Linked DNA regions of Mus musculus: regions 1, 2 and 4 are each linked to region 3. Evidence: chromatin contacts called from public HiChIP or PLAC-seq, capture Hi-C and promoter capture Hi-C data. All regions are on one chromosome and are shown on one strand. Each heading gives the region's core, a stretch centred on a gene start, on an enhancer-like site or on the middle of the called end of the contact. The rest is flanking DNA. Distances are from core to core; before and after follow the strand shown. Region 1 overlaps Nuak1 (NUAK family, SNF1-like kinase, 1). Region 2 has its middle 21 kb from the start of Gm33781. Region 3 holds the start of Appl2 (adaptor protein, phosphotyrosine interaction, PH domain and leucine zipper containing 2). Region 4 holds the start of Chst11 (carbohydrate sulfotransferase 11).

Evidence for each region. Promoter capture Hi-C pulls out the DNA fragments that hold promoters and counts their contacts. HiChIP or PLAC-seq counts read pairs in DNA pulled down with a chosen protein or histone mark. Capture Hi-C pulls out chosen DNA fragments and counts their contacts.
Region 1: a contact with region 3 is called in a promoter capture Hi-C map of hippocampal neurons, with 2.1 times the contacts expected there. The contact joins the enhancer-like site here to the promoter of Appl2 in region 3. A contact is called at or near these places in 1 of 39 promoter capture datasets (hippocampal neurons) and 4 of 115 datasets of contacts at active chromatin or transcription factors (astrocytes, bone marrow-derived macrophages, extraembryonic endoderm stem cells and 1 more).
Region 2: a contact with region 3 is called in an H3K4me3 HiChIP or PLAC-seq map of bone marrow-derived macrophages, with 7 times the contacts expected there. The contact joins the enhancer-like site here to the promoter of Appl2 in region 3. A contact is called at or near these places in 7 of 39 promoter capture datasets (the 3T3-L1 cell line, embryonic stem cells, hippocampal neurons and 3 more), 1 of 15 datasets of contacts at CTCF or cohesin (large pre-B cells), 6 of 484 Hi-C or Micro-C datasets (the Ba/F3 cell line, CD8 T cells, the N1E-115 cell line and 3 more), 6 of 115 datasets of contacts at active chromatin or transcription factors (astrocytes, bone marrow-derived macrophages, embryonic forebrain and 3 more) and 1 of 9 other capture datasets (embryonic stem cells).
Region 4: a capture Hi-C map of embryonic stem cells shows a contact between it and region 3, with 2.4 times the contacts expected there. The contact joins the promoter of Chst11 here to the promoter of Appl2 in region 3. A contact is called at or near these places in 3 of 39 promoter capture datasets (embryonic stem cells, pre-B cells and stem cell-derived epiblast-like cells), 3 of 484 Hi-C or Micro-C datasets (the N1E-115 cell line, cerebellum and hematopoietic stem and progenitor cells), 3 of 115 datasets of contacts at active chromatin or transcription factors (bone marrow-derived macrophages, memory CD8 T cells and stem cell-derived neural progenitor cells) and 1 of 9 other capture datasets (embryonic stem cells).

The regions. Positions count from the first base shown.
Region 1 is chr10:84,387,420-84,390,218 of GRCm38.p6, reverse strand. The region is part of intron 4 of Nuak1 (NUAK family, SNF1-like kinase, 1); the gene reads left to right. Among named protein-coding and RNA genes, the nearest start is that of Nuak1, 52 kb to the left of the region's middle. Within about 2 kb of position 1,333, at least 96 of the 459 cell types and tissues checked have an H3K27ac peak or open chromatin away from gene starts, as enhancers often do. A contact at or near this core is called in extraembryonic endoderm stem cells, hippocampal neurons and microglia, where this site is marked.
Region 2 is chr10:82,912,333-82,915,195 of GRCm38.p6, reverse strand. No RefSeq gene overlaps it. Among named protein-coding and RNA genes, the nearest start is that of Gm33781, 21 kb to the left of the region's middle. Within about 2 kb of position 1,270, at least 34 of the 459 cell types and tissues checked have an H3K27ac peak or open chromatin away from gene starts, as enhancers often do. A contact at or near this core is called in the Ba/F3 cell line, CD8 T cells and bone marrow-derived macrophages, where this site is marked.
Region 3 is chr10:83,647,279-83,649,983 of GRCm38.p6, reverse strand. Appl2 (adaptor protein, phosphotyrosine interaction, PH domain and leucine zipper containing 2) reads left to right here and starts at 1,320. Exons shown (of 21, transcript NM_145220.2): 1 at 1,320-1,456. The coding sequence starts at 1,403.
Region 4 is chr10:82,983,976-82,986,805 of GRCm38.p6, reverse strand. Chst11 (carbohydrate sulfotransferase 11) reads right to left here and starts at 1,309. Exons shown (of 3, transcript NM_021439.2): 1 at 824-1,309. The coding sequence starts at 941.

The DNA of each region.
Region 1 (2,799 bases), core at 84-2,583, 740 kb before region 3:
GACAATAAATGTGAAAGTAGTTAGAAATGCATTCAGAGGAGGTGGTGCTTAGCTGTGTCCATCCCAAGAGCTTGCCTAAGTCTAAGTGTCTGGCCCCTGCAGGAGGAAATGCATGGAAAGCCAGAAGCTTGGGCAAGTGGTTCTGGGATGGGGTGGTGGTCGGGCCTGCTGTCAGTTTGGACCCTTGCCTTCTAAGGGTTCCATATCATCTGTTGATCTCAGTGATACCCTGTCCAGATTCTTCCTGCCACCTGTCGCCGGGAGCCCTCGGAACTAAATGTAGACTATACAAGGTCTGGAATGTGAGCCTCTCGCCTGGGGATTGGGTTCTGTGGTACAGTGGGACCTCTTGGTCCCATGCTGTAGCCCCAGAAGTGATAAGGTGCATAGCTTCCTGTGGAGTCATAGAATTCCCTAATGGAGCAGAAGAATGGCCAGAATTCAGAGAGCAATTGTGTTGGGGACAATGGGGCAGCAGCCTGGAAGAACAGCTCATTTGTAAAACCCAAAGCAACAGAGAAGTGACTGTAGGGCATGGGGCTCCTGGGGACCAGGTTTTCCACCTGAGAGCCTCTGTTTTTGTATCCAAGTAGCACACATAGTACTTAATTACAAAAGTCAACTTTGGTCCTATATTTTTCTTTGTCTGTTTTCTTAGGAATCTCTGCTCCTGACATTGCCCAGGGTGGGAACGTGTGTGAGCATGTGTGTGTGTGTGTGTGTGTGTGTGTGTGTGCGCGCGCGTGTGCGCACACTCACACATAATCAAATCTGTCCTTTTAACAAGTCATTATTTACTGTTTCCTCCGTTGCTGCAGAGATGTCAACTAAGACCTGATAGTCTAGTTGAAAGAACTTGTTGAGGGTCGATTTCCAGCCTGGACTGTCTAAGGGGTGTGCCTGAGATCAGGAGTTTGTTGTCTTTCTCATTCCAGAGCATCTCCTGGTGCCTGGCACATGTAAGCATTATAACTGATTGATTTGTGGGCAAAGGAGCCCCTAGCCAGGATTAAAACTCACTCCCATGTTTGACTTCCAGGCAAACTCCATCCTCTTGCACCCACTTCCAAGTGTTTTAAAAATGTGTTTCAGCTGGTGCTGATTTGCCTTCCGGCTGCATGGGAATCCGCGCTTCCTGACTCAGCACTTTGCAGATGCATATTTAGAAAGGACAGTTGCTGACAGAAGCAGTCATACACATGGCCACAAGCTGGCCTTCTGTGTGAATGAAAGGCCATCGCTGCCTGGCCTAGGGGGACCGTGGGTACAAATGGACTACCAACCAACCGGATGTGAGTGGCAAGATCGATCGTGCTAAGGGCAGGGGGAGTGGCTGTCACATTGTGGGTCCACCTCTCCTGTGGCCCCGCGGGAAGTCTCTAAAGATGCTTCTGGCTGGAATGTGTTAGATGTTGCTGCAGTTTTGGTGTGAGCCATGTGACTGGTTGCTCTTCCCTTCTGTGCCTTATGCTGATTTGCAATGAGCACATCTGGTTTTGGAAATTATCTATCTGGCCACGGCAAGAGGGTGCGGCTTCTAAAAATATTCACGCAGTCCAACGGCAGAAGGAATGAGCGCGATGCGCTAGCTGCCTTGGGTCGCATTCCACCCTCTGTGGAAGCGTGGACTAAAATAGCACCCAGCCTAGCATTAATTTGCAATTAATGAAAACAGGCCAGATTCACATCCCACTCTCTGGGAGAATGGAATGCTGACCATTCCCAGAGAAGGCTCCTGTAAAAGTGCCTGCCGGAAGAGGGCCAGGCGCCCGGGTCAGCTGACCTCCTCTTGCAGGGCTGGGAATCTGCAGGGCTTTCAGAGCTCAGGAGAGAGGAACAGAGGGGAGATGATCTACTGCCCCTGTGACAATGGAGGCATGGCTGCTGTGGATAAGAGAGTCGCTTTGAATGGCAGTGACAAGAAGAGATAGAAATCTTGGCAGCTTAGCAAGGCGAAGCTTGGCATCATGGACCTCTGGGCTTTGGAGTGTGAGAACTTTGTAGTCTTGCATTAACTCCTTCATTTACCCATCAGGTGCACCCGAGTGTGTATATGTGGGGTTATTTATATCACAGCATACCTGCGCTGCCTGAGGTCATTCTTCTATCCTTTCAGGAGCTGAATATCTAGTATAGAGCATATGGCTTGATCATAAAATACTTAACCAAGTGTCAAATGCTATGTCGTTAGTCCTGTGCCGGGTGTTGGGGGATTTAATGGGGGAGGGATGGCCAGGTCCCTCTTGTCTTGGAGCTCTGAGTCTGGTGGTCATTTAACTAGTAGTGATAACTAGTCACCAAATATTAAGAAGGCAAAGAAGATAAGGTGTGCCCCCCTCCCTGCAGTGGACTTGGGGTTTCAGCTGGGGCTGAAACCAATAAACAAAAGAGTATGTGATCCACTTGTGCTGTGAAGGAGGTTGATCAGGGTGGGGACGGCGCCTGGCAGTGCCGTTCAGTGAATCTGGTCCAGAAAGGCTCCTTTGCATTGCCCTTGAAATCCTCAAATCTACAAAGCTTTCTCTGCCTTCCTGACCTTGGAACACACGGTTCCCTCTGTCTGGAATGCCCTTTCCATTCCCCCTTATCTGTCTATCCTCTAGGGGGTCTTCCTCCAGAGAGCTTTTCTTATCCCTTGGCAGACCAGATGCCCCTGTGCCATCTGGACGTGCTAAACAGGAAGGGGTGGGTCTGTCTAGCCAGATGGAGCAGAAAGCCTTTGAGGGGGAAGTGGTGACAGGCAGAGTTCTGAAGGCTGGGGAAGGGTCTGCTGGGGAGGGATCTGATGATGAGCTTGCA
Region 2 (2,863 bases), core at 21-2,520, 730 kb after region 3:
GGAGTTGGAGGCAGGAGGGTCAGATCGTGGTTAACCTTGGCTATATAGAAAGTTTAAGGCCAGCCTGGGCTAAATAAAAATATGTCCTAGGAGATATTTAGGAAGAGGGTGGTATGAGTGGAGTTTGGGGCATGAGGCTCAGTCCAAAGTCCAGTCTCTGATAGAAGAAGCGGTTAGGATGGGTGATGTCTCACCAAGAGAGCCTGGGGAGGCATCCATTGGCTTGCCCAAATCTTGAGGCGCCCATCTATCTCTCTCCACGTGCAGCATCTCCTTCATCTCAAGGCTGAAGGCCTATGAGGGAGATCAGAAGAGCATCCTTCCAGGATGCAGACCTTGAGACACGGCAGCCCAACAGAACGCTGTTCAGAAAGCACATGCTCTTTAGAAGACGTGGAATACAGATCCCACTGGGGAGCGGCCTCGGGGATATATTTTAATTGCTCATAGTACAGGCGGCCTTACAAAGGGACCCTTTATTTATTAATTATGGTTTTCTAAATATAACTTTTTTTGGCTTTATGAGACAGGGTTTCTCTGTGTAGCCCTGACTGTCCTAGAACTCCATCTGTAGATCAGGCTGGCCTCAAACTCAGAGCGCCATCTGCTTCTTTCTCCGGAGTGCTGGGATTAAAAGTGTGTGCCATCACTACCTGGCCCTAAAAGTGATTTTTTATAAACCTGCATATTATCCACATAGTCACAATATGTGGCTTCTCTTCCCTTGTTATTCTGTAAATCTTTGTCACATCTTATGATTGCTGTGCCATTTTTAAGTACAGCAGTAGCAGCAGGTTGCTTCTCCTTGGGACACCCACAGTCACAAAAGCTTCGTCAAAACTTTTCCAAGTTCCTTCCTGTTTTTAAGAGCAGATAGATTCAGTTGATAATCTGGGGCAGCTGTCCCTCATGCAGTGACTCTCAGTCCAAGCTGTTTGAATCCATTCCATGAGAAACTTGCCACAATGTTTCTGCTCACTGTCATTGGTCAGAACCAGTCACCACTCATGGGCTCCCACCCAGGGAGGAGGGAAGAAATGGGAATGGCTGAGCCCCGGTCATGTCTACCATACTATACTCGTGAGCGGTTCATTCCTTCAGTAAGTACATTCTAGGCTCAAAGTCAACACTTCTGACTCTTACAAAGGCTAAATGGCTGACAAACCGCAGAAAGATTTGTCCATATTCAGCAAACAGGAAGTCTGGAACCAATACAGGCAGATTTGCTGCCTATTTTTTGGTTCCTTGGTAGCGCCTCTGGCGGTGTCTTCAGAGAGGAGGAGGTGAGGCTCTCTCTGAGTCACTTCTTGAGGTCACTTAGGGAGCTGCACTGTGCTGTGACAGGCAGAGCAGCTTAAGAGAGGGAGGATTTCTTTGGGGCCCCTGTTTAGGAAGGTGCATCAAGGCAGGGAAGACCACCATGGCAGCAGGGACACAGCGGGGACTCTTCACATCTCAGTGTTTCAGGAAGTGAGTGGGAGGTGGAGGGATGCTCATCCAGGACTGGGAAGTGAAAAGGGGTAGGGGTGGGGGTTGGGGGAGAGAGTGGGGTGGGATGGGGGAGGAGGGTGGGATGGTGGGGGAATGCTAGTCCAAGGCTGGCTGCCTCCTCTTTCTCTCTTCTTTCAACCTTGGATTCCAGTCCTTGGATGGTGCCTCCCACACTGAGGGTCAATCTTCTCTCCTCCATATAATCTCTCCCTCACACACAGCCGAAGGCTTGCCCCACTCAGGAGCTGATAATCAGAACTAACTGTCACACCATCTATAAAGCTCTCTGTGGCCTTAGTTAAGCTCAATTATCTCCCCCAAAGCCGCACCTCCTATCATAACCTTGGGGGTCAAGATTTCAACATCTGAACTGGACGGGAAAGGAAGACACAGACATTCTGACAACAGATCTAAAGGCAACCGTGCAGAACACCATATCTAGCTAGATGTAGTGCCACAGGCCTGTAATCCCAACACTCAGGCACTGGAGGCAATAAACATCATGAGTTCAAGGCCAGCTCCCGGGACAGATGTCGCCGTCGCCGAACAAGCAAATCCAAAATAAAACCAATCAATCTCAAAGCATTCTTGAGGTGTCTATTAACAAAGCAGATTGTGGCCTCTAGTCTCTCCCAGCATTCTCTCCAGTACCAGTTATATCGTCCTGGCTCCTCTCAGCACCTACCTGTCACCCCTGCCCCTACCCTACCCTCTCCAGCCCTGAGAGTCCCTTCTCTTACCCTAGCTTCTCTTTCTTATATAACTCAGTCACTGTGGGTACCCGGTGCTTGCTTGGTTCTGCTCTTGACTCGGCTCTGGAACCTATCTTTGTCCCTTTGCCTTCTCTCCTCTTCCCTCTCTCTTCCCTCTCTCCTCTACCTCCCTCCCTCTCTCACTCCCCCTTCTTGTGCGTGGCCCGGTCTGTTCTGGCCATGTTCAGTCTAGACTCTTCCAGTTGCCTCTGGCTGTGCTCTCTCTCATATCTACAATAAAACCCGTCTCCCCAACCACTCCTCGGAGGGATTCTGTCCTCATTTTCATTCAAAGGCCAACTGAAGCCCCCCAGAGAGGGGCACATTCCTGCCTGAAACATGAATATGTTGCCTTGTGCAATAAAAGGTAACGAACATGCAGACATTACTAACTCAGGAATACAGAGATGGACAATCACTCTAGATTGCCCAGATGAGCTCACGTTAATAATGAGGATCCAGGTGGCTGGAGAGAGGACAACAGAGCAAGAGGTTGGAGTGACACACAGAAGAGGGTCACACAGTGAGAGAAGCCATGGTGTCTAGAAGCCCGGTGAGGCAAGCAGGCGGATGCAGCTCTGCTTACAGCCTCTACAACGGTTAAGAGAATAAACTTGACC
Region 3 (2,705 bases), core at 71-2,570:
CACAACCTTTTCTTCTTTCTCCAGCCTACGCTGTAGGGTCCTGAGTAAAGTATCTCATTCTCCAGTGTCCCTTCTTCTCACTTTTAAATGACATCACAGAACTACATAATCTATCCTTTCTAACCCCGAAAATTTCATTATGAAATTCTCCATAACGAAAAACCTTAAAAAACCAGGAAGATGAGACCTAATTATATGGCCCCAAATCATTTAGCAGTGATCTGAATATCACGGAAAACACACACACACACACACACACACACACACACACACGCACGCACGCACACACACACACACACACACACACACGTAATGTCTGTGCTCTGAACTGTTTGAGTGTGGGCCTGTCCTGGTATTTAAAAAAAAAAAAAAGAGGCCAGAGGCTGGTAAGATGGTTCAATAGTTAAGGGCACTTATCTCCAAGCCTGAGACCTGAGTTTAATATCCAGAATCCCCATGGTTGGAAGGAGAAAAGTCTTTCACAGTTTGTCTTCTGAACTTCACACACTAAATATAATTTGTCTTGTTGTATTTTTAAATGGTGTGTGCATTTCCTATGGGAGATACGTGCACATGAGTGTGCCCATGCATGTCCCTACGGGAAATAAGGTGCATGCCACAGCCTCCTACCAGGTGCTGAGAAGCAAACTCACATCTTCTGCAATGTCCTTTACACCATCTCTCCTGCTCTACCCAAGCCCATCTTCTAACCCAAATTAAAAAATAAAATAAGAAGACGCCAAGGCTGGGGGTGTGGCTACTTTGGTAGAGGGTTTGCCTAACTTGAAGGAAGCCCTGGGTTTGATCCCCAGCACTGCACAAAACTCCAGTTTGGTAGTCGAAGTCTGTTATCCCATCACGCTCTGAAAGTGGAGGCAAGAGGATCAGAAATTTAGAATCATCCTCAGTTACACAGCGAGTTAGATGACAGCCTGACTCCCTACCCCCGCCCCCCCCCCCACACACCCCAAAAAGAGGCCAGAGAACAACTGCAAAATCTGTTCACTCTTATCTCCTCCCACACAGAGAGAGCAATCTGCAGAACCGCAAGAAGATAAAAGCCTATCGTCCCACCCGGAGATGCGCCATGAGCACGGGGGAGGGCAGCCTCGAGCACCGGGGAGGGCAGCCTCCAGCCGGAACCTCCCGGTGCTGCTGCGCTGGCCGGAGGGGCCCGAAGCCCCGGGATCGGACGGAAGCGTGGTCGCCACACTTCCGGTGTCCTGTCCCGGACTGTCTACATGTCCGGCGCCTGCCACACTTCCTGTTGATCCCGGCAGCGGGGGGCCGGGCTGAGGGGCGGGCCGCGGAGAGTGGGCAGGCGCGGGCTCCGAGCTAAGTCTCAAGTCCCCGAGCGCCGAGTGTCCCCTCCTCGCATCCCGCGCTCCCTCGCCGCCGCGCCATGCCCGCCGTGGACAAGCTCCTGCTGGAGGAGGCGCTGCAGGACAGCCCCCAGGTACCCCCGGGAAGGCTGGGAGGGAGCCGCGGTGCCCCACCGGCGCTCGGGGAGGTCGGGCAGTCGTTGTCCCACAGTAGTAGCTCCCTAGCAGGGTAACAAGGTTTTCAAGCAGTGTCTCGTGCAGAAGAAGGCGACAGCACTATCCACACAGACGCTGCTGGTACTAACGAGTCCACGAGACCTAATGAATGCAGGGGCCGGAATAGGAAGCACAGAAAACCTGGATCCATCGCCAAGTCGACCCAGGGAAGAGAAAATTCCAACATTTGCCCCATTTGTGCCACAGGGTGGTGGTGATGGGGCTTCATTAATATAGTGGAGATGTGAATCAAGCCCTTTGAGCTTGAGATAGTGCATAGTGACAGTAGTTCAGAAGTCACAGGACTTTCCCCAGGGATCTTCTATTCCCTTTCCTGGTATGGCATCCCTAGCTTATTTAAATAAATACCTTCATCCTCTAGTATCTCCGGTCCTGAAAAAACTAGAAAGGCTCAAGCTGTTCTTCACAGTCTCTCCTCTTCTTTCGGGTTTCTTCCTTGGCTCCCAAAGTAACTTGTACCTCCCAGATGGAAGTTTGATGAGTTTACCTACATTTCCCCCATCTCTCCCTTGCAGAATAAATCAAAAGGGCTATCGGTGTGTGCCTGTCTTAGGCTCAGTTCTGAATGATTGTCCCCATGTAGAGGAGCAAGGATATGTAAGCAAGCTGTGATAATTAGTATTCCCATTACTTGGGATTTTGTTTTTTGTTGTGTTTTGTTTTGATACAAGGTCTTACTATGTAGCCATAACTGGACTGAAAACTTGCCCTGTAGACCACGCTAGCCTTGAACTTACATCTTGGGTGCTGGGATTACAGATGTGTTGTTATGCTCAGCCTGTTTTGTTTGTTTGTTTGTTTGTTTTGTTTTTTAACTGATTCAACTTTTTAAACAGACTGGCATGTATTGTGCTAATTCTTCGCAGGCTTCCTTATACAGCTCTGGATGTCAGGTGTTTGCTTTGGACCCCAGCCTTTGTTGGAAAGCATTTCAGCCTTCCTCCCCTGTCGTTAGGATCTGAACATAAGCGTGTGGAAATCATAACCACCGTGGTTGTGAATAGGGCTTTCCATTTGCTTTGTACTTGGTGACACGGAAGGTCAAAGACAGACCGTTTCCCTAACCAGTCGTGATGGTGGCAGAGCCAGGCACACAGACATCGCACAGTCTGGAGTTTTGAGGCCTCTAATGGGTGCGCACCATTT
Region 4 (2,830 bases), core at 60-2,559, 660 kb after region 3:
AAGACGTGAGGAAGGATTCGTTCCTGTGCTGCAGAAGTCTCTAAATGCTCAGAACCCAAGAAGAAGGGATGAAACTGCACAAAGTATCTCCAAGAGCTTTGATGGTCAAAGTGCAGCCCAAAGGCTCTGGAGTTCCTAGCTGGGGGGTCTGGGGCCAGGAGATGGTAGACCAGGCCCAGGAGCAACAGCTGCAAAGTCACCACCGTGCTGGACCCTGGGGTGTTTTCGCAAAATATCTCCCCCGATGGAGAGAAGAGCAGGGAACCTACCCACTCTGTCCCCACACCTGCTCTGCTGCTGAGCTTGGAACACGTGGTAGCTGGGCTTGGGGCTTCCCAGGCGGCTGCAGGGACTCACTACCCAGCCGGGGCGTGCACCACTCGCCCGGGGGTCCCCAACCAGGAAGAGGCAGCGCTGCCTGGCGCAGAACAGCCGGCTGCCAGCGCCTGCTTCACCTCAGCCCTCAGCAGCAACCCGGACAGAGTTTTGTAGTCTTCCCATCAACCCGGGCAGCTTCCAACAAGCCCTACCTTTCTATGCCACCTAGCCAATAGACAAGACACAAAGAAAAAAAGAAAAGAAAAGAAAAGAAAAAGGAGGCAACAACACGCGCCGCTGTCTCTCCTTGCAGTCTCAACCTCTAGCCTGGAGATGGGAGGAAGAGGAAGCGCACCTTCTCTTCCCATCCCAACTCCGTGACCCGCGGATCCCGGCAGTAAAGAGCCCCGAAGAGGCCGAAGGGAAGAGGTGAGGTTGGAAGAAGCAGAAAGCAGAGCGAGAGAGGAGAAAATATCCAACAAAACCACGCTAACGCGCCCCCTACCTGGGTGCAACATACTTTGGAAATAGAAGATGACCAAGATAAAGGATCCGAAGCAAGTGGCCAGCACCATCCGGCAAATTCTGTTCATCCTCATCACTTCCAGCAGCGCCGGCTTCATGGCTTTGTCCTGGCCGCGGGGACCCGGCTGTCCGGGAGGCGCGTCCCGAGCGCAGAAGCGGGGACCCCGCCGCGGGGGTACCAGCACCGGGGAGGCTCAGAACAGAGCTGGCTGGGCTCCGGAGCTGGCTCCCGCTAGCTTCACCGAGGCTCTCCGAGGCCCCGACTCTGGTCTAGAGGGTGAAAGGCGCAGGAGTTGGTGTGCAAGTGTGAGGATGCGTGGCTCCGGCCGCGCGCTCCTGCCGGTCCGCCTCGCCTCTGCTCGATGCTCCGCCGCCTCCTCTGCTGGCGCCTGCGGCCGCCGCTGCCTCCTCACGGGCCGGGCGACCGGGATGCGAGAAGGAAGGTGCCGCCGCCGCCGTGCACTGGCCTCTGTGACTGTCCAGGCCCCCCTCCCTCCCTCCCTCGCCAAAAGCTACTTCATTGCGCTCCAGTGATCTATATATTCCAGGGCTGGGTTTTACCAAACGCAACTCGCAGCCCCCGGCGAGGGGAGGGCGCCGGCGAGCGGGGAGGGCGGGGCCGCGCCGGGGCGGAGCGTCGCCTCCCCCCGCCCCTACCCGAGACGTGGTCGCGTCCAGCTGTTTCCCGGGGAGTCCGGAGTGCGCAGCACGCTCCCGCAGGGTCCCAAAAGCCCTCAGTCCCTGGGCGGAGCTGGGCCGCTGTCTCGAGGTTGCGTGAACGTTTCCATGACACAACCGGGATGGGGGAAAACCATGAATAAGATGCTGTAGTGCTGCCACCCGTTCTCCGGTGTGGCGAGAAGCAGGTTAGGTGACAGAGGCAAACAGGAGCCCTGCTGACACGCGACCATTTACAATCCCTGGGCGGTTTAGCAGGGGAAGTTGCCCCACGCTCCCCTAAGAGCGGATGCCCTTCTCATACTGATCAAAAACTGGGCAGTTCCGTTTTTCTTTCAAAGGACAGCTCAGCTTGAGGGCTGCTTTTGCAAAGAGGTTAAAGAGAGCGGACTTAAAGTCAAGGTTAGGGAAACTGTTCCGGCATCCCAGGATCTGGTGACTGCCGCTGCTAGCCTTTCTGACACGTGCCCTCACCCGCACCCCTCGGGGCAAAGCGGGTTTGTAGCTTTTAAAACTGTTTCACCAAAAGGTACAGCTTTCTGTAATTTATTCGAAGTGTATGAGAATCAGTCGGACGGATGTGAAAAGACGCCCCTAAAAGTCCAACAAAGTGTTGGGAGTGGAGGCTGGGAGGGGGAGATCCAAGCCAGCTTAGCCTTGGCAGGTAGAGAGAAAGATGGCGCTGCTTACCTGCATTGTGTAAAATGTTGTTAAATGCTCAGCTCCATGCATTTGGGTGGCCAAGGATCAATAAGGTGGACGCGGGTCAATGATAAGGAGATCACTTTTATGCCAGGAAAGCAGGGTTATTGTAAAGCCTGACCTTTCTACTTTACCATTAAATGCATTTACAGAATGCTGGATTCCATAAGACATTGTACCTTTGAATGTGTCTCTTCACAGGGGCACTGATAAATTCTTGTCGAATCTGAATGTAATGGGCCTTATCCTCCCCTCACATTTGACAGACTCACAAGTTGCTTTCTGATACATGTATCCAGAAACGCCTCCAAACCTCCTCTTCCTTCTCCTGAAGTTTTCCCTTCAGCAGAGAAAGTCCGCAGGCTTCCTGTGATTCAGACAAGAGTCAATTACAGGGAGATATTTATGTAGCCAGTATTATTTTGCTGCTCCTTTATGAATGAGTTGCTTGCTGAGGTGGCCGAGATATACATGCTCCAATACAAGCCACTCCCCAGGGAGTCCCCACATGATGTGAGTAGGCACTGCTGTATAGTCTCCTCCTAGTGCACTGGGTGGGAGGATGGACCCCTTGTAGGGGCATATCCCCCAGAGGGCCTGCAGGGCT